3 separate regions of the Mus musculus genome follow, and regions 1 and 2 are each linked to region 3. The links are chromatin contacts, called in public HiChIP or PLAC-seq maps. All regions are on one chromosome and are shown on one strand. Each heading gives the region's core, a stretch centred on a gene start, on an enhancer-like site or on the middle of the called end of the contact. The rest is flanking DNA. Distances are from core to core; before and after follow the strand shown.

Region 1 (3,540 bases), core at 970-3,469, 100 kb after region 3:
TTAAAAGGGAATAGGGCCTGATTTCTGGAGCTCCACCCCCTGCGCCCTCAGAGACTCCAAGTCTCAGGCTTGGCATTTCCTGTTGATGTGAGGTTTGCTTTTTTTTTTTTTAACAGCTTCTCTCTACTAGTTCCCTCTGGTGGTGGGGGGGGGGGGGGACAGGATCTCAGGAGCCTGACACTTGCTTCCTGGTAGGGACTCAAGCTGCTGGGACTGAGGAGTACTAAAGGAAGGGGTGTCCTTGGAGTGCTGGAGTGCTGTAGGAACTGGGGGGGGGCTCCCCAGAAAGATGTAGGTAGACTGCAGTAATAGTCTAAGGGGGCCTGTTTTAGGACTCAGGCAATAGGCAGTTGTGAGTGAATGTAGGAAGTCCATCACCCCGGGGCCTGGTGAACTCAGTCAGAGCCCCGAGGCTCCACTTACAGTGGCTGTGATCACTGGGACTATCTATGTCAAGAAGACACTGGTAATTAAGGTACACAGGGCAGATGATGCATGGCTTATCGGCCAGAGTAATGACTGTTAGAGCTGCCACTAGATAGAGGTGACAGCATGACTGAGCTGGGTAAAGTGGTGCGCATCTGCCATCTCAGCCCTTAGGAAGCCAAAGCAGGACCGTCACAAGTTCAAGGCCAGCCTCGGCTGACCACAAGAGTGGTCACATTGTCTCACAGGGCCTCAGGGAAGGTTGGCACATATAACAGCCCCAAAGCTCTGAGTCTGTGGAACATATCCTGCCAGCAAGGAGGTGTCCCCTGGAACATGGAAACTGTCGATCTGCTGTCCTTGAAGCAAACAGTCACTATGCCACATTAACCATGGTCCCACAAGGACACAGTTACTCTGTCACCACCACAGACACTATGGCAGAGCCAGCCATCACTGTCATCATGTCACAACTGCACTCTGTGGAGTACAGATACAGCCATGCTGTTACAGCTCTGTGACAGACACCAACATAGTCACCCTGGGACAGTTACAGAAGCCCAGAAGCACAATGCCACTGTCACAATCACTGTCTTCATAGCAGAGTTAGGCAGAGCCCCAAGTACAGGCAGCCCCAGCCTGTCACACACAACTGAAGACCCCTCCCTGAGGCTACCATGGCAGGAATCCCAGCTACTCTACACACCTTCATCTGTCACTTCAGAAAGGTGGGAATTCTTCTTTGATGGGACCTCACATGCCCTTGGCACAGGTCCATGGGGCACCTTGGGGTGCCATGAAGCCCTAACTGCCTGGCTAGGGCTTGTTCCAAGTCATAATACAGCCTGGACTAACACCAGCTACTGTAGGGCTGCCCTGATCCAATTCTCCACCCACTAGCGTCTAGTGTGCTACCCCATGGGAAGTATCCAGCGTGGTTCTTCAGTCACCCCTTATCGAATGTTCCCTAGGACACCCCACAATTAGTCCAGCCTCAGTCAGTCTCTCCAAGAGGTACTCCCATTCCAGCAGCTGCTCTGTACCATTACTGGCTAAGCTTGTAGAGAGCCCTAAAACAGCATGGATCCCCCCGACCCTCAACTTTACCCTGGGTATCCCATAAGTTAAAGGGCTTCTGGTGCAGTGGCGCCCCCTCTCTCCACCCACGCGGGTCACGCTGGCCCCCCCATCCGCCCCACAGCGCCCCCTTTGGCCAGCATTGCGCGTGGCGCCCCTCGAGCGCTTGTGCGCTCCGCTCGCCGGGGGAGTCTCACCGCCTACTGCTGCCTCCGCCGGTACCGGTGCCGTGGAAGGACGAGGGCCAGGACATGCGGGTAGTCCGCAGGCCTGGCCGGTCGCCAGTGTCCACGGCGTCGGCGCGCTCTATGGGCCGGTGCGGCGAGCGCTCTGGCTCTGAGCGCTCGGCACTGTCCGAGTAGCCGCGCTGCTGGATGCGGATCGGGGTCCTCGGCTGCCGCCACAGGTGCTGGGGGGGCGGCTTCAGGGTGGCCTGGCCCTCTCGGGGCCCGGGAAGAGAGAGAGACAGGCTCCTCTCCGAGGGGGCGGCCGGAGGCTCCATGGCTCCCGCTCTGTCTTGTGGGGTGCCCGGGGGCAAAAACGTCCCCTGGCCTGTCCGAGCTCAGTGGCGCCACGGCCGAGGTGCTTGGGGACCCACGGGAGCTCCTGGCCTCAGTGGGGCCATGGCGCCCAAGGACGGAGAACGCGGACGGCGGCGGCGCCGGTGTCCTCCTGGCGCTTGGAGCCCGCTGCGCTCTCGGAACCCGGCGCCAGCCGCGACTCCCCGCCCCGGCCCGCCCCTCCCTGCCCCCCCACCCGCCCGCCCGCCTGGCGACTGTCACAGCGCCACCCCCTCCTCCTCCAAGGAGAGGAGGGTGGCGGTCCTCCACACCCACGCACAACCCATTCCCGCCGGGGAGGGGGCGCCAACGCGCGCCAATCTCCAAGAGCCCTTTGGAGCAGCAAACAACGCACAGGGACCGAAGAGTTAAAGGGTTAATGGCATCGGGACGAAGACATCCGACTGGTTGGCGGGGTGTCACTCAGCCGCATCCATCAAGGCTAGGGCGGAGTCAGGGGCTGTCGTATCCTCGTTTTTAGAACCCCTGTCACCCTTTATCCCAGGTCCCCTTTTGCGGGAGTGGTCCTCGTGCCACCAGGACGCGGTGTCTGCAAGCTAACAGTATTGCACGCAGGACCAATGACAGCGTGTGGCTCCTCCACCGCCTGGCGGGATGTGAGCGCACGTGGCCCCTTCCGAGGGTTGTCTATGTTTTCGATGACGCCTGGAAGTGTGTGCGCGCACGTGGTGACTGCTCCCGCTGCTGCTGTCGGGGGGGTGTAAGAAGGCGCGCGCACGTGTACGACCCGTCGGGAGGGCGGAGCGTCCCGTGGGGTCTGTTCCGGTGGCCCAGGACTGTGCACACCTTCCCACGCACTCCGGCGCTGTATTGTCATTATAATGGGAGGATGCTGGTGCGAGTTGTGCACGTGATTCTTCCTCAGTTGTCTGTGACTGAGGACGCATGTTGGTGTATGGTCGGCCTGGAGGCATCTGGAGGTATGGGAGTGTGTCCCTTTGGGTCCCCCTGTGACTAATATATAGGTATCGCTACCTCTTATCTTTCAGAATTTTTAAATTACATTATTTGTGTGTGTGTGTGTGTGTGTGTGTGTGTGTGTGTGTGTGTATGGGAACTCGAGTCTCCCACTTCATCATCCAAATGCTACATATCTCAACTACTGCAGCAAGATTTGGTCCAGCTGTGCACCCTCAGTCCTTGCGAATACCCATTAGATGCCGAGGATAGGAGAGGACAGAGGACATTCTGCAGAAGTCAGTTCTCTCCTAACGATTCCCTAGTGGGCCTTGGGAATCGAATTCAAATAGGCAAGCTTGGAGGCAAACGCCCTTACCCACTGAGAATCCCGCTGGCCCAATCGCCGCCCCCTCTTCTTTTAATTTTTAAAGACTTTAAGCTGTTCTTCGAAAGGTAAACTGAGGCAGGTGGGAGGGGTAGCTGGGATAGGAGAGCATTGGAGGGTGAAACCCACCCCTGACGTTTTCAGGCGAGTAAACAATCGGAGCCTTTTCCC
Region 2 (3,801 bases), core at 38-2,537, 83 kb before region 3:
GGCCACCACGGGCATCATGCATGCATGTGGTACACAGACACACAGGCAGGCAAAACACCAATACATATAAAATAAAAGCTAATAAATAGAGATAATTAAAGGTACACACCTTTAATTTCAGCACTAAAGAGGCTGGAGTAGGCAGATGTCTGAGTCTGAGGCTAGCCTGGTCTACATAATCAGTTTCAAGTCAGCCAAGGCTACATAGAGAGACTTTTGTCTCAAAATAAAAAACAAAACCACTGAGTCTGAGGACAGCCTGGTCTACATGGTGAGCTCCAGGTTAGCCAGAGTTATGTAGACAAACCCTGTCTCAAAAAAACAAGAAAAGAGCAGGGCTGTGGTGGCCCACTCCTGTAATCCCAGCACTTGGGAGGCAAAGGGAGGTGGATCTCTGTTAACTGGAGGCCAGCCTGGTCAACAGAGCCAGCTCCAGGTCAGGCAGGGCTACACAGAGAAACCTTGTCTCAAAAAACAAACGAAACAAAATGGGAAAGAAACCTAAATAACAAAATAACATTTTTCTACAATAATAGTAAGAGTGATAATAAGACCTATTATTAATAATATATTATTAATTATATGTAATATATATTATATATGTGTATATATAATTATTATTAGGGCTGGCAAGATGGCTTGGTGGATGAAGACACCACCAAGCCAGATGACCTGAATCCAACCCCTAAAACATAGAAGGAGAAGAGAACCACTTCCTACAAGTGTCTAAGTGTTTTTGCCTTTCCACAAGTGCATCTACCCAGCACAAACACAATAAACAAATGTAAACGGCAGTAACTCTAGTCCCTAAGGAAAAGTCCCTCCATCCCTGTGCCTTCAGCAGGTATTCAGTAAATATTTAGGGACCAAATAACCAATGACTGTGCCACCCCCAACCGTCACCAAAGGAATCTGCGCAATTCCCGACCCCTACCTTCAACCCCCCGCTTCTACCCAGACCCTGGTCTGTCCCCAAAGGTGCTCACCAGGATCGGAACCCAGTAATAATTGAGAGGTGGGGCTGTATCTTGCACAATTCTGATCCGATGGGTGAAGAAGAAGAAGGCCAGGATGCCTGTGTTGGGATGAGGGGACAAGGCTGAGTCTTCAAGGAAGGACTTCACAGAAGACTACCTGAGCCTGACACCAGCTTACAGGTCACTCCCAACAGGCTCCCAGATGTCAGTATAGACAGGCCTGGTGGCATCACTCACCCACACTACCCACAATCAGAAGTTTGCCCAACAGGAAGAGGAAGTCTGTAACTTTGTCCAGGACGGCCACCCTGTAGGGGAGAGTGAAGGGAGCGGTGTGAGCGTGGGTTCAGAGCCTGGGAGAGGGTGGAGGTGGGAGGGGAGGCACAGTAAGTGGAAGGCTGGTTCAGAAAGAGGGCTAGGGCAAAGGGGGGCTGGGAAAGGTGAGATGGGACAGGGAGGCTGGGGGGTGGAGGTGTGTCCTGCTAACCTGATGATATTTCTCATAAGCAGGAAGAAGGCATTCCTGGCTGAGGTACAGAAGTTGGTGCCATAGATAGCAATCTGGAGTGAACAGAAGAAGGTTTGAGGCCCACGGGATGGAGATGGGGAATCCTCCCACCCAGGGCAGCAATACAGCCCTGCTGTTCACCATGATGTAGGCATTCCTATTCAGGAATTTGATAAACTTCTCTAGGCACCAGAAGCAGCACTTGAGACAGACCATGAGGAACTTGGCAAACTTGTTCTGTGCAGCTGAAAGAGAATGGAAGGGATGAAAGGATGGCATGAGATGGGCTTCATTTGAATGAGACACCAAGCTCCAGCAAGACAGCTAAGGATTGCAAAGTCTGAGGCTTGCCAGAACTACTACTAGGCCAGCCTCAACAACTAAGTGAGTCTGCCTCAGTGTAAGTAAATTAATCAATCCACAAAAGTAACCCACAAAAGTAATTGCTCAGGATCAGGAATTAAGGCCATCCTTGGCAGTTTAGTGAGTTTGGATGCCAGCCTTTTAAAACAAAACAGGAGCAGTGATGTATACCTTCAATCCAAGCACTCAGAAACAGAGGCAGGTGGATCTCATATCAGAGTTTCAGGTCAGCTAGGCCTACTTAGTAAAAAGCTGCCTCAAAACAAGACAGCTTTGTTAGTCAGAGCTGCCCTTCCTGGATCCACCCCGCCCCTAGACACCCAGAACTCTGAGCAACTCAGTTCACTCTTCTCAGGGGTTCACTTCATTGCTCTGGCTGTCCTAGAACTCGCTCTGTAGGCCAGGCTGGCCTCCAACTCTCACAAAAGGTCTGCTTGACTCTGGAATACTGGGATTAAAGGCCTGTGCCACCATGCCTGCCTTCAGTTGGCTCTTCCACCTGCTCCTCTGCCACTCAGCCCCACCCCTTCACAAAGGGAAACCCAGGAGAGGCATAGCTCCGGCCCCACCCCTCAAGCAACACCCAATCAGGGACTAAGTCCAGACCCTGGCTGAAGCTACAGGAAGGGCGGCACCTTTTAGGCGCTGGTCCAGGTATTCCAGCATCACTCGGATGATCTGCACGATGGCTAAGATAAGGGAGCCAAAAGCTAAGGAGCCCGTGTGGTACCTGGAATCAAAATCTTGGATCAGTGGCCCGGCCAGAAGAGGTCCCTGCATCCCTCCCCTCCCCACCCCAACACTCCTATTTACCTGAGTGCTCGGCCAAAAGCAGAGAAGAGGGGGAAGGCAGGCATATCATCAGGCTTCCGCATAGCCCAGTAATAGGAGGCAAAGGCTCCGGCCAGGGTTACCTGGCCTAGGGCCAGCACGAAGTTGGCTAGCCAGAAGAACATGAATGCATTGAAGATCTGCAGGCCCAGCAGGGCACGGTGGTAGGTCGATTCGCCACCATAGAAGGCAAACTGGCAGCGGGCAGTGGGACACTGGAGGCTCTCATTCCGCAAGGGGAAGGTCTGGGAGAGGGATAAGGAGCCACAGTGTCAGTTCAGAGTAGCTGAGGCTAGACCAAGGACAGGTCCTAGAAGCAAAAGTATCTATTACGCTGGGCAGTGGTGGCGCACACCTTTAATCCCAGCACTTGGGAGGCAGAGGCAGGCGGATTTCTGAGTTCGAGGCCAGCCTGGTCTATAGAGTGAGTTCCAGGACAGCCAGGGCTACACAGAGAAACCCTGTCTCGAAAAACAAAAAAAACAAAAAACAAAAAACAAAAAACAAAAAAACAAAATAAAACACAAAACAAAACACAAAACAAACAAACAAACAAACTATCCATTACTTTAGTCCAGAAAAAGGTGTTAGCAGGCCTGGAGAAATGGCTCAATAGGTAAGGGGACTTAAAAATGAGGACTTGAGTTCAAGTCTCCATCCTGCTCATAAATTCATGGGTGTGACCATGTGCTAGTCTGTAGCCCCAGTGCCATAGGGAGCTAAGATACCAGCTTAGCTTACTATTTAGTGAGAGATGCTGTCTGAAAGGAGTAAGGTTGAGAAATATAAAGCAGGGACCTTGACAAACACATATGTACACATATGACACACACACATACATACCAGAATGAAGAAAGAGAGGGAAAAGAGTGACATTAGGTAAACATCTTCAAGAAGAGGTAGCCAGGGCAGCCCTGTCCTCCCCCACAGGGACGCCTACCTCTGGGTTGCAGGTTTTCCTCAGAAGTGGGCAGGCTGTGTCATCAACAACCTTGTACACGGCGGTGTTGGAGGTGGACAGGAATCTGAAGGCTCATTAAGGAAACTGAAAGCTGGAACTGAGACCCAAAGGTGTGGGGGAATTCAGGAGTGCTGGCTCACCCTTGGAATCCTGAGACTTCA
Region 3 (3,412 bases), core at 699-3,198:
TATGTATCCCAGACTGGGTACTATATCTCAAAATCCTGCTTCAACCTCCCAAGTTCTGGAATTCCACTGCACTGTTCAACTCACAGTCTGCAGCAGTTTTAAAGGGCTGAGCCAGAAGCCAGGCACTTGCAGCCTGCATATACACAACTCACCTCTAGGCAGAAAATGCAGGAGCAGGCCCTGGGCCAGCATCATCTGACCACTTCGTAACATACATCCCCAGCCACAGTCTGAGGTCAGGCTGCCTCCAGCAAGGGGTGGGAAGTCCCGGCGATATGTGAGCCATAGTCGAGATACAAAGTCCCTTTGAAACCGCTGGATGTCACCTATGAGAACCAACTGGTCAGCCTGGCAATCAAGGAGAACCCTAGGAGACTTCCCCTACCCTGGTTCCAGATTTGACACCTCACCCTCTCCCTCGAAATGGTAGCATCGCCCGCAGAGGTGAACAGTGGAGATCTTGCTGAAGCTGGTCCGGCTTTTAACTGCCCAACCTGGGGAAACATGGAGTAGCTCGCAGCAATTTAAAGCACTCAAGTATCAGCAATGGGTCTTCCATTCCCCAGTGTTGAACTGGGCCTGATCCTAGCTGAGATGTCAGGGCGGCGGCTCTGCAAAATCCATGCCACACCACATCTGTCTGGAACACAGGTGGGACTTAGTCACATCTTCATAAGGACCCACTATCAACCCAGGGCCGTTCTATTCTGACTGTTGGGTTTTGCTGTAAATCTATAAAGCACATTTTTATTTTGTGTATGTGAGCTTGTGTATATATGTGGACAAGCAAGCACCACAGTTTGGGTCTGGAGTATAGAACATTGACAGGAGTGGGGGCTCTCCTTCCACCATTGGGGTCCAGGCTGGAGCTGAGGTCCTTAAGCTTGGTGACAAATGCCTTTAACTACTGCGGCATCTCACTAGCCTTTTTCCAATTTTTTTTTAAAATATCCACTGGTGTTTTGCCTGCATGTATACCTGTGTGAGGGTGTTAGATCCCATGAAACTGGAGTTACAGACAATTGTGAATTGCCATGTGGGTGCTGGTAATTGTTCCTCTGGAGGAACAGCCAAGGCTGCTGAGCAGTCTCTCCAGCCCCCTGTTTTCCGATTTTTTGAGACCCAGTCTCATGAGGAGCTCAAGTCAGCCTGGAACTTATTATATAGTCCAGGATAGCCTAGAACTCTTGGTAAACCTCCTGCCTCAGCATCCCAAGTGCTGGGATTACAGGTGTGAACCAACATCTATTAACTCTGTTCATACTATTGCACCTATGTTACAGAGGGCAGTAAACAGACCGCAGGAAAGCAAGGTATTTGGCCAAGGTCAAACAGGTGCAATGGGCGGAGCTTGAAAACCTTTCCCATTTAACCTGCCCCACGTCCAGGACTGGGAAGGGCGGAGGACCTGCTTGTGACTCCTCCTGGATGGGCTCATCCACAGGACAGGGTAAAGGTTTGGTTTCTTTTGCTCTGACCCCTCTGACACCCTTGACCAGTGCACCCCCTCCTCACCATACTTGACGTTGTTCCAGGCTGTCAGGAACTTGGCTTTGAACTTGTCCACCTCGTCGGGCTCGGCGGGGTCTGTCCCAGATGAACCGAGAGCTGCCACTCCGGACCCCGAAGGTCCCAGGTTGCTAGGATCCGGGATACGGGTTTGTCCCCTCGGCCGGCGACAATCGGCCCGGCGCGCGTCCTCCGAGCTCCCGCTGCGGTACTGCGCCGCAGCCGGCGACACGGAGTTCATGGACCCGCCGGAGAGGAAGGACGCAGGTGTCCCCGAGGTCCGGGGAACTGCGAACGCTCGGGAGCAGCCCCGCGGCCAGCACAGTGTTACTCTATACTCAGAGCCGGGCTCCCGGGTCCGGCTCTGGCCGCAGCGGATACCCGGGCTCCCACAGCCAGCGCCATCTTGGTGGCCCAGAGCACCCGGATACGGTGGGCTTGGCTAGCGAGCAAGCCACGCCCCTGTACAGTCCGCCTCCCTTGGACTCACCACACCCTCCTAATCTCACCGCGCAGGCGCAAGCGCGTCCCTGGGGGCCCTTATCTCAGACCAATGGGTCAGAGCCGGAGAAGCCACGCCCATTTACAGCCCTTTCTCAAGCCTTGCACACCCTTGTTCTGAATGACATCTCAAGCTGCGGACGCCGGACCTTCTCTCGCTCAAAAGTGCAGATTTCCCCGCCCTGCCACTCAAATTCCACTGCATTGAAGGTCCCATGTTCTGGGTGCGATACATGGGGCTTGTCGTGCCTGTGGAGATCTCGTAAGAGCCAACTCAGGTTCCTAGACAGCCAGCACCTTTATCGCATCTTTATCCGCTGAGCCATCTGAAGGGCCTTTCCAATGTTTTGAGACAAGCTCTCACTTAGACCTGACTCTCCTAAGGAGAATACATTCCGACTATTCAAGTCCTGCTTAGGCACACGAGCTCCGTTCACGCCCAGAACACATGCCCCGACCTGCAGTGAAATTGGAGAGCCCAGGCAGAGAACCCACCCTGGAGCTCAGGCTGGCCTCCAACTCATGGCTGCCCGCCTGCGTCAGCTTCTTTAGTGCTGGGGTACTCAAAGACTGAGCACACTGGCGATGGAGCTGAGTTGGTAGAGGGCCTAGCACACGTGAGGCCCTGTGTTCTATTCCCTGAAACCCAGAAACTGAGTGTAGTGGTGCATGAAACCCAAGTCTCTGAGGCAAAGGCAGGGGCACAGGCCCCTCCTCTGTTGTGCAAGGCGTTTGAAACCAGCCTGAGCTTCATGAGAACGAAAGAGACTGTGAACACAACAGAGTTTATCAACCCAGAACAGATGTCACCCTGGGGATGTGACTATCCCTGACCCATTGGTGCCCCATTGGTCATGATTCTCAGTGCCTCAGTTTTCTCCTGAGCAAAATTTGAGGGAGTTATCTGTAAGACTATAAAAGGAAAACGAGGGCTGGTGAGATGGCTCAGTGGGTAAGAGCACCCAACTGCTCTTCCGAAGGTCCAGAGTTCAAATCCCAGCAACCACATGGTGGCTCACAACCATCCGTAACGAGATCTGACTCCCTCTTCTGGAGTGTCTGAAGACAGCTATAATGTACTTCCATATAATAAGTAAATAAATTAAAAAAAAAAAAAAGGAAAACGATTTTGGCATTTTTTTTAGTGAATCTTTTTTATTTATTTATTTATTTTATTTTTATGAGAACGCTGTCGCTGTCTTCAGACACACCAGAAGAGGGCATCAGAATCCATTACAAATGGTTTTGAGCCACCATGTGGTTGCTGGGGATTGACCTCAGGACCTCTGAAAAAGCAGCCAGTGCCCTTAACTGCTGAGCCATCTCTCCGGCCCCAATTTTGGTATTTTGAGACCCTATCTTATGTAGCCCAGGCTGAGCTTGAACTTACAAGCTATGTGCC

Evidence for each region. HiChIP or PLAC-seq counts read pairs in DNA pulled down with a chosen protein or histone mark.
Region 1: an H3K27ac HiChIP or PLAC-seq map of embryonic stem cells shows a contact between it and region 3, with 7 read pairs. The contact joins the promoter of Pde4a here to the promoter of Atg4d in region 3. A contact is called at or near these places in 9 of 39 promoter capture datasets (the 3T3-L1 cell line, the C10 cell line, cranial neural crest and 5 more), 1 of 15 datasets of contacts at CTCF or cohesin (large pre-B cells), 5 of 484 Hi-C or Micro-C datasets (the HL-1 cell line, cerebral cortex, embryonic stem cells and 1 more), 4 of 115 datasets of contacts at active chromatin or transcription factors (effector CD8 T cells, embryonic stem cells and large pre-B cells) and 3 of 9 other capture datasets (adipose tissue, liver and pancreatic islet).
Region 2: an H3K27ac HiChIP or PLAC-seq map of microglia shows a contact between it and region 3, with 5 times the contacts expected there. The contact joins the enhancer-like site here to the promoter of Atg4d in region 3. A contact is called at or near these places in 10 of 39 promoter capture datasets (the 3T3-L1 cell line, the C10 cell line, the HPC-7 cell line and 6 more), 4 of 484 Hi-C or Micro-C datasets (B cells, ECoMG-derived neutrophils, Th17 cells and 1 more), 11 of 115 datasets of contacts at active chromatin or transcription factors (the 230-238 cell line, the HPC-7 cell line, the SCID.adh cell line and 6 more) and 4 of 9 other capture datasets (adipose tissue, embryonic stem cells, liver and 1 more).

What each region holds. Positions count from the first base shown.
Region 1 is chr9:21,164,393-21,167,932 of GRCm38.p6, reverse strand. Pde4a (phosphodiesterase 4A, cAMP specific) reads right to left here and starts at 2,219. Exons shown (of 15, transcript NM_183408.3): 1 at 1,701-2,219. The coding sequence starts at 2,005. It overlaps Gm36118 (a long non-coding RNA gene), which reads left to right and starts at 2,265. Exons shown (of 3, transcript XR_870565.1): 1 at 2,265-3,004.
Region 2 is chr9:21,345,812-21,349,612 of GRCm38.p6, reverse strand. Slc44a2 (solute carrier family 44, member 2) reads right to left here. Exons shown (of 23, transcript NM_001359227.1): 14 at 3,620-3,704; 15 at 2,662-2,924; 16 at 2,484-2,578; 17 at 1,627-1,730; 18 at 1,465-1,538; 19 at 1,215-1,285; 20 at 987-1,075. Among named protein-coding and RNA genes, the nearest start is that of Ilf3, 20 kb to the left of the region's middle. Within about 2 kb of position 1,287, at least 51 of the 459 cell types and tissues checked have an H3K27ac peak or open chromatin away from gene starts, as enhancers often do. A contact at or near this core is called in ECoMG-derived neutrophils, the HPC-7 cell line, Th17 cells and 2 more, where this site is marked.
Region 3 is chr9:21,263,821-21,267,232 of GRCm38.p6, reverse strand. Atg4d (autophagy related 4D, cysteine peptidase) reads right to left here and starts at 1,948. Exons shown (of 10, transcript NM_153583.10): 1 at 1,516-1,948; 2 at 411-494; 3 at 153-326. The coding sequence starts at 1,750.